3 separate regions of the Mus musculus genome follow, and all the other regions are linked to region 2. Evidence: chromatin contacts called from public Hi-C and HiChIP or PLAC-seq data. All regions are on one chromosome and are shown on one strand. Each heading gives the region's core, a stretch centred on a gene start, on an enhancer-like site or on the middle of the called end of the contact. The rest is flanking DNA. Distances are from core to core; before and after follow the strand shown.

Evidence for each region. Hi-C and Micro-C count contacts between places; a contact is called where the count stands out from the background. HiChIP or PLAC-seq counts read pairs in DNA pulled down with a chosen protein or histone mark.
Region 1: a contact with region 2 is called in a Hi-C map of the N1E-115 cell line, with 5 times the contacts expected there. The contact joins the enhancer-like site here to the promoter of E130101E03Rik in region 2. A contact is called at or near these places in 4 of 39 promoter capture datasets (the 3T3-L1 cell line, liver and neural stem cells), 1 of 484 Hi-C or Micro-C datasets (the N1E-115 cell line) and 1 of 115 datasets of contacts at active chromatin or transcription factors (neural progenitor cells).
Region 3: a contact with region 2 is called in an H3K27ac HiChIP or PLAC-seq map of cardiomyocytes, with 4 times the contacts expected there. The contact joins the enhancer-like site here to the promoter of E130101E03Rik in region 2. A contact is called at or near these places in 11 of 39 promoter capture datasets (the HPC-7 cell line, HPC-7-derived erythroid cells, cranial neural crest and 5 more), 3 of 15 datasets of contacts at CTCF or cohesin (embryonic stem cells and stem cell-derived epiblast-like cells), 23 of 484 Hi-C or Micro-C datasets (the N1E-115 cell line, differentiating embryonic stem cells, embryonic stem cells and 1 more) and 3 of 115 datasets of contacts at active chromatin or transcription factors (cardiomyocytes, heart atrium and stem cell-derived neural progenitor cells).

What each region holds. Positions count from the first base shown.
Region 1 is chr9:24,831,980-24,834,880 of GRCm38.p6, forward strand. No RefSeq gene overlaps it. Among named protein-coding and RNA genes, the nearest start is that of Gm29824, 58 kb to the left of the region's middle. Within about 2 kb of position 1,267, at least 1 of the 459 cell types and tissues checked has an H3K27ac peak or open chromatin away from gene starts, as enhancers often do. A contact at or near this core is called in the N1E-115 cell line, where this site is marked.
Region 2 is chr9:24,972,872-24,975,661 of GRCm38.p6, forward strand. It overlaps E130101E03Rik (RIKEN cDNA E130101E03 gene), which reads left to right and starts at 1,337. Exons shown (of 5, transcript NR_153861.1): 1 at 1,337-1,404; 2 at 1,899-1,928.
Region 3 is chr9:24,748,873-24,751,894 of GRCm38.p6, forward strand. It overlaps Tbx20 (T-box 20), which reads right to left. Exons shown (of 8, transcript NM_194263.2): 6 at 1,440-1,516. Among named protein-coding and RNA genes, the nearest start is that of Tbx20, 24 kb to the right of the region's middle. Within about 2 kb of position 1,444, at least 5 of the 459 cell types and tissues checked have an H3K27ac peak or open chromatin away from gene starts, as enhancers often do. A contact at or near this core is called in the N1E-115 cell line and cardiomyocytes, where this site is marked.

The DNA.
Region 1 (2,901 bases), core at 17-2,516, 140 kb before region 2:
TCATGTTGCCCATTTGGGTGTTGGGGCAAATTACTATATTGAGACCCGTGTAATCAGACTTCTCGCCTAATGTGGGTTCTTTGAGAGTGAAGGAGCGTGTCTGGGCTTTGGAGGACATTGTGCGCATGCGCTCATGCTCGCGTGCGTGAAGAGGACACATTGGTTCCCAGGGACTTGAGGGAGGTGCTCTATAAGATCTTCTACAACACAGAAAAGGAGGTCCAGAAGCACAGCCATGTGGTCTTGGAAAAGCTATGACCTGGTTGTCATTATCTCAGAATTGTTCAGGAGGGGCTTGTTATAATATGACGCTCCTTGGTACCTAGGAGAAATTTCAGCTCTTGTCATGAGATATTGACCAAGCAGATCCGTTATTTCTAGAATCCAAGATGACTGCAAGAGAGACTGTCTCCAAAAGGACACGTCAGAATGAGACCACAGATGTCAAGTTTTTGTCCTTCTTTAGTTACCTACTGGGCACATGTATTTTAGTGGGTTTAGTAGGGTTTAGCAAAAGCACCTGTATGTGTTTATAAACACGCAAAACCAATTTGTTAAACAATGGCCATTTCCTTAAGTATCCATTCTCTGCTTTCTTAGTAACCTTGGCTTGTTTGGTATAGAAATAGATCCCTCTAAAAGGCTCAGTGTTGTCTGCTTCCCTGAGTGAGGTGTGGCGGTAAAATAGCTGGTGTGATGAGACCGGAAGGGTGGTGGAGGCCGGGCCGCTGGCAAGACTCCCTGGGTTTAAATCTTCCTGGGAGATTCTCTTTTCCTTTGCTCTTTTTTTCTGATCACAGCCCTAGTGGAACAACACCCAAGTACCCTGACCCTGGCTCCGATGAAAGCCTGAAAGCAAAGTCCATCTTTTAGAACAGCAAAGATTGTGTAGTTTCTCAATGCCAGCACTAGGCAGGACTCCTTGCCCTCGAAGAGAGATGGACACCCAGTTTAAGTTAGTTTGATTTATAATCAGAGTCGAGCACTTACATTAGACATACATACATACATTAGACACTGTGCTAGTGTAGTGATAGGCTGTTCCTATTTCAGATGAGGTGCCTAATTTTCAGAAAGCTGGTAGAATCAGTTTGGGATTCTGAACATGGGTATCTCAACTTTGTCACTGTAACTGAGTAAAACTCTAATTTTCTAAACATGTAACATGTAAACGTTTAACTTGTGTAAAATGTCCATGAGTCTGCTGTCTACTTTTGAGTCTTGGGGTTTTGTTTTATGTTAATCCCTCTTTCTAGAATCCCCTGCCTCACTTTTCCATTGGGAAACTCCTGCTCGTCCTTTTGAAGACTCTTGGATGGTGACTGCTTTGTCCTGAGCTTTATGAGGCTGTGGCTTATGGCGAGTCTTTACATTCCAGTCTTGGCTGCACAAGTCCATCTTCTTTAAGAACAAAATCTTCCTATCTCTCAGTTTTAGCTGACTACTTGGACAGAAAAGCCAGCAGGGAGTAATAAAAATGAAATAAATGTATCCAATGACTATCTGAATGAATAAGATTGGGCAATCCAGCTAAATAATTATGGTAATCTTCAGAGGGTAACTACAGAGTGCCAGGGCTTATCTCCTTGTCTGTCTCCTAAGTCACACACAGGGGAATATGTCACTAGTAGTCTACTTTAAAGAGAGTCCTCTAAGAACTCGTCTCCAGACTCTTAAGACAACTGTGACAGATTTCCAATTCAACTCCCCCACCCCACCCCATCCCCGTGTAACGCGACTGGAAAGTTAGTAGAGATGTAGTTTTTCTGCCTTAATTCTTTCCAGAAATTAAATCAACTTTGAGGCTGCGTCCCCTTTTCCAGATTTGGAAGATTGCATCCGTCTTAAACAAGACTGTGATCAACAAACCTAAGGGAACATTAGTGAACAGTTAAATACTAATTAGCCGAGCCCTTGCTAATCTCCAGCTGTCAAAGCAGAGATAGAGACAAAAAGCTTCAATTAAACCTAAGTTGGTCCCAGAGGAGGGAGAGGTCAAAGGGGAATGTTCAGTCAACTGTGAGATTATGTGAACCAAGTCCTAGGGAATTAACATGAAGAAGTAAAAAATTCACATGTCCCCACACTCATTTAAAACGACATATATCAACCTGGAAAATCGCCTTTTGCCATTGTCCTTCGCCCATGCTCTCCATCATTGAAATGGTTCCCACCATGTTGGCGACCAAGTTCAAAGCCTTTCCTCTAGAGTTGTCCCAATGGAGATTTCCAGTTGCTTGTCACTTCCTCCTCCAGAGCCTCTGATCTGTTCCTTGCTCTGTGTCTCCTCACAGACAGGATATTCAGAGAGAACTGGCTCCAGTCTGCTCTGTACAGTCCAGATCGGAGCCATGTACCTCTAGTCTGCCTGTTCTTTACAGTTCACTACATTAAAAAGTAATTGATAAAACAATTTCATTATGAAGTCACTTCCAGTCTTCCCCACAGCTTCAACAATCAAGAAAGACATAAAGAGACTGGCAGGAGGGATGCCATTGTTTTGTCTAATGTTATGCAGGTCTGGATGAAGAACTAGGGATGGACGCCAGACATGGCTTCCCAGTGTTGCTCCCTCTGCCTGTGACAATTACAGGCAAAAATAAGATTATTAGGAATTCTTCACAAAGTTAAATTTGGTCAGTTTAGTGGATTCCCTGTTATTTTTAAACAATACCTTGGAGGTTAAAAGGTACTTACTTTTCATTAATGACTCATGCATTTTTCCCTTTAAATAATTATTTGGAAAAAATATTTAAATGTTAAATTCAGACTTTATTTTTTGAAGTATCAATAATTTGTGAAATTTCAAAGTTTGGAGTATACTAGAGTTGTAGGGTCTAGTGAAGCTTTTCCTAACTATGTTTTTTAACTAAATCACTACTTTTTTGCTCTTCAAAAGTA
Region 2 (2,790 bases), core at 87-2,586:
CCCTTTATCCATAACTCTACTGACATCCGATGTTAATCTTTATGCACAAAATAAACCCAGATAAAGCAGGCTGCCTCCATCCCTCTGCATTGATGGAAATGTGACCTCTGAACAGAGCAGATAAAGATGGTCTGGAGGAAGGTCATGTGACAAGCATTTGTCAGGGGGCAGCCTGGGCACAGAGGAGACTCCAGAATCTCTAGGGATTCAGAGGATGGTGAGAACTGTTTCCCTAATCCTTGTCCCTGTGACTTGGGGATAGGGCCATCTGTAAGATGGGGCCCAATTGTTACCTATCTTCTCTCTTGGAGCTTAAGCTGTTGGCATCATGATTGGTAACAGATCTCCCAGAATTAATTAGTGTTCTTTTCTATTTTTATCACTGGCTATTTTGTTTGTAGTTTTTCTCAGATTTACACTGTATTCTTTGTATTGGGGGCTTCAGGGATGAGGAGACATGGCAACACCATTAGATCGAAGTCCTAACTTCTGTTCCTCCCATCTGGACCCAGTCTCTACATCTGTACGTGAGCACCCAGATTCATGAGACATCTGAATCCAGGCAAATGCCTCTTTCCCAACCCTCCCTGGTTGCTGCAACCCCCCTCCAGTCTTTGTAATGGCTGGGTGTTGTTTAATTCAGGGAAGCTCTTAGTTCAGCGCAGGGAAAGTAGACACAAGTGAATGGTCAAGAAGAGGGTGCCAGTTATTCAGCTCTGGATCAAAGATCATCCAAGCCATGAAAGGGTTCTATGAAATGAACAAACATGAACTTTTAGTGCCTATGAGAGGAGATGATCACCAAGGTTAACAGCTATAGCAAATGCTAAAACAAAGAGTGAATTCTAAAGGTGTAGACAGGAAAATAGGAAACAACCAAGAAAGGTATTATTCTGAGGGCTGGTAACAGTGGTACAAAGCCACCATCCCTTAATATAAAGGAGCGAAGAGAAAGCTTGGTTTCAGAATAATCAGTTTTTTATTAGTCAAAAGCTACTTTACCTTCATTAAACATATGAGCAATGCTAAAAAGTGTGGTTTATATTATGAGTCCTTGCTTTTAGTGGTTAAGTGGCATCTATTAATTTGATGAGAATTAATTAAGCATTGATTGAGGAATAAGCTAAGTATTTGAGACTGCTGGAGTAGAGAAGTCTGAGGGAAGTACATTGTGGGACTTCTGCTAGGGATGCCTGTGAACCAATGCCAAGTATGCAACCCTGCTCACGGAGGGGGCAATTATATGTCCTTGTTTGGCTCAGGGCTGAAGCCTAGCCTGGCTGGAAGGCAGTTGGCTTCAGCCCAACATTACTGCATGCCTGCCCTCTCGGGCCCCACTTCTAGCAGGTCACCAGATCTGTGTTGCCACCTAGGAACATTTGAGAGAGCTGTGAGCTTCAGAAGGTGAGGCGCTGGGGCCAGGGTTGGGGGCAGGGAAGGCCAGCCAGGCAGGGTGGCTGGAGAGTTTTGACAGCCTAGAGAAGAGCCCCTGGGATCCCATTCTTGCAGACGTGAGCCCCCCAGGCAGGCGCCGGGTGGATAAGCGTGTAGACAGCCCGGCCAGGCCGGCCTGTGACGCTTGCCAGCACCTGCAGATAGCAGGGAAATAATTGGCACATGTTTAAAAAAAAATTAAAAACCTCTTGGATGTGAGTATTTTCTAACAGCATCTGGCGGGAGTGCCTGGAAGGAATTTAATCAGCGAGAGTTGTTTAAATCGGTCTACTCGCTCGGCCCCAGCGAGGCTCCTAATGAACTCGGTATCATGTGCCACCCCTGCCTGCTGAGGACATTCAATTTGTTAATTCTGCAGCTGGTGAGAGAGGTCAGATAGGAAAGTGACGATTGTTTTCTGACGTCCCAACCCCTGCTCACATCTTTCTAATTAATCCTTTTAGGAGACATGGGAAGATTAAGAAAGAGAAAAGGTGAGGGAAACAAGCAGGAGAGAATTTGATGGAAAGTCAGCGCTGCCTTTCCTGGATGGATCTGGCGAGCTGGGGGCGGGGAGAAAACCAAGAGCTGAGAAGGCTGCTAGCTGTACTTCCCACACAAAGAAAAAACAAATACTCTGAAGAGATAGCCCCTTGATACTCTCCCATCGTGGCTGTTTTAAACAGGAATGGAGGGGACATGGTCTCCATCATGGTCTTGGGTAGAACTTCAGGGCGTCATTGAGGTATGAGATCTCCTGAGCAGTGAGAGCCAGGCAGAAACCTATGCAACATGCACTGAAGGGCCTCAGTCATCCCAGTTTTGTGAAAATAGCAATTTGGAAGCGCTGGAGTTTCTCTAGCACTGCAGTCCTGAGTCTCTTGCCTTTTGCTCTGCCTTTTGGATCTATTTTCCCTTCTGCTGGACCTGCTGTTTGCTAATGTGTCAAACCCCTGCGGCCCTCAGCCATAAGTCCGCCTGTCCTTCAAGTTGGGGTAGCCCCAAAAGGTGTGTGTGTGGGGGGGGGGGGAGTAGCCTAGGCTGCCTAGTACTATCTCTCTTAGATGTCCTTGTCACTATTTACAACTTTCAAGCAAATGCCTCTCGAATTGTCTTGATGGATATCACTTCTGGTCCATCAGGGGCAGACACTGGGCACCAAGTATGCATGCCAGTCTACATCCCCAGGAAGCCTCACACCCTACAGAACTTTCACTAATGATTAGACACAGTCATCATTCAAATGTTTCCTAATTCAAATGTTTCCTGTCATTGTGCTTACATGTGGGGAATCAGAGATGATTCAGAAAGTGTCAGACCTCAGGGTTCTCAATTTAAGGATGAAGAGTCTGGGAA
Region 3 (3,022 bases), core at 194-2,693, 220 kb before region 2:
ACCATCTCGAGCCACTTAGCTTCACATACAAGTGAGTGCTCCCACATCAGGAGGCTTATTCGATAAATGGAAAATGTGGCCACATGCATTATCAAATCTGCTGTTCTAAAGGGCAGCCAGGCTGGGTATTCCTATCTCAGGAGCATGTGTGCAACCACGGGGCTATTTTTATTCTAAAATCAGTTCACAAAGACCATTCAAAGTTGCTCAGACAGGGTCTAAAGGGTTAGATGCAAGGCTCATCTAAGATGAGAGACTCAGATACACTTTTGCACTTTAGATTTACAGTGTGCCTTTATAAATGTCACTGTCCACAATTTTCCAACAAGCCTTCTCTCTGAAACTTTGGCAATAGATGTCTATCCACCAGCCTAAGGTGCCTCCCTGATTTTACCACCTCTGACCCCTTGCCAGACTCTCCAGAAATCAGTCTTTTTAAAAAAAACAAACAAAACAAACCCTGTGGCTGCCTACACAACTTCTATATCTTTTCCCTTGGATTATACCACCAGTCATGCTGTCTGTCCCTTAGGCAGGTTTAAGAAGAATCAGACAGAAGTTGCTAAAACATAATAAACCTTTCATTTTGAGTTGCCAAGACAAGATGGACAGAAGTGCCATGGTCTGATAGACAATGTGATAGACAATAACAAGAATAGTAGAAATGTGTGGCAGTTGACAGGAGAGTCACACAAAGATATGAAGGTACAATAAGTAAGGTGTCTGGTGCCTATGGGGTGTTCCACCCATCGCAAATGTATCAGTCCTAGTATGAAGTTGAAAGATGGAAATTTACTGTGAGCATATATAACAGTACAAATAGCAGTTGGGTCAAAATCTCCTTGAAAATACATTTCAGCATTCATATTGAGCTAATAACTAAGGGTTTCAATCACTCAGTGATCTCAAGCAACAATGAGCAACTGTCATCGCGAAGAGGATAAGTTTCACATGCAGAACTGTTTCTTCTTACAGGTCCTCATATTTGATACCTCTCCTATTAAAAAATATCCATTTATTTTACAGATAAAATTGTGACCCTGAATTAAATTACATCTCCTTGTTTCAAAATCCCAAATCACCTCTATATTTTTGGTTATCAAATATGTCCCTTCTGAAGGCAAATGGCTATAAAGTGTCCACTTCCCTGGAAAGTGCCAATCAGTAAGACACAACAGCCAGTTATAACCAGGACCCAGTATCTAATCATGGCAAAACCCAAATAAACCTCTTTGCTTCGAAATCAAGCATTTGAGGAATCTGGAAGTAGCTGCTCTCAAGACCTATGAGTTGTACAACAATAGAGTTTATGGTTGGATGGAAAGGTGCAGAGACTACATACTGTAAGACTGAAATTCATTGGCATTAAAGGAAAGGTGTTCTAACAACCCACTCTTTATCTTATCTGGACAAAAGAGCAAACAGAAAATTCTCATTACCTCTCAATGTCAGTGAGCCTGGAGGAGTCCCGGAATCCTTTGGCAAACGGATTGCTGTCTATTTTCAGCTTGGTTATCTAGAAAGAAAAGAATGGGCACAAAACGATCTCATTTCCAAGGTCAAAGAAACAGAATCAGAAATGGTCTGTTAATTCCCCAAAGCCCCCAATAATACAGTGGTATCTACACATATCACGAGAAGCTATCTGAGTGAGGGACAAGTTCACAGGGATACTGGTCCATGACTGAGACAGCAAAGGTTTGGTGGCCTTTCAGGCAAGGGTAGATAAGAAACTAGATTGTGAAATTACTTTAAATGCTAGGGGAAGGCTAGGACTCAATTGGGGAATGAAAAACTACCTAGATGAGAGAACTGTGTAGAAGAATACATCTGTTGTCAGGGAGTAAAGAATAAAAGCAAATATTCTGACTTGGCAGCATCTCATAGTTAACTTTATGAACATGTTACTATATGCTATAATAAATAAGAAGACTAAACGGCCAATAATAGCCCATGTCCAATACTGACATCTTTTACATAAATACAGGAAATGAAACCTCCAGAGTATAAACTTACTACCATTATCCTTTGTATTTCACTAAATTAGAATCAACCCAGTTACGTTGCCAGCCTCTGTTCAGTGTTACTTAATAGTAGCATTTGCTTTCTATGGAGAATCTGTCTCCAGTGTAAAGTATCTGCATAAGGGGATTTGTGAAGCTTACAACGTGACTGTTGACACACAAAGACCCATTAGAGACTTTGTATCGCACCTCTGCTGTACACACATCAGGCTGTGAAGCAGCAATCAAAGGAAGCACTGATGAAAAGAGTGAGGATAGAAAAATCCCTGTTAGCACTTAAAGGAAACTTGCAGATGAGCAAGCCTATGCCCTCATCAAATCCTAGTCACAGTAGTGTACAAAGAGTGCCTGGACCCAAGTACAGCCTGTCCCTACCTGAATTACTGACATGGAAGCCTTGCAAGACAGGTTTAGCTTGTAAGATCAAAGTTGGAATACAAGCTCACCTTTGGAGGAGACACACACAAAATATTCTGAGCAAGAAACGAGTTACAGAGTGTGGGATACCCTCCTTTTTCACATACTAAGGAGACAACAATTAAAACAAAGTATGGAATACTACTTTTAAGAAAATCAAGCTGTATCGAAAGTTCACTTGCAACTACGTTCTCTTTTCTCTTCACTATAAAGAAAGCCATCATTTTCTTTTTAATCTTTTCTCAATGGGAACTGCATTTGCAAAACTGCCAAGAAGCTTTCGCCTCCCTTAAAAAGCCCTCCACCACACATATGAACCAGATAGATATCCTCTCTCTCCAGCACTGGCAGGTCTCAGAAGGAGTCTGTGACTATCATCAGCCTTGAGCTTGAAAGTGACTCCGAACATAGCACTGGAGAACAGGTAGAAAATAATGAAGTTCCTTTTCAGCAAAAAAGTAGATGTTGGTAAACAGAAAAGGGGGAATGCTAGACAGATAAGACCTTTCACAATGACTAGCAAGAGCTAAAATAAGCATGGAGTCTGAGCTAGCCTCTACAGTGTGCTCAGGCTGATGAGC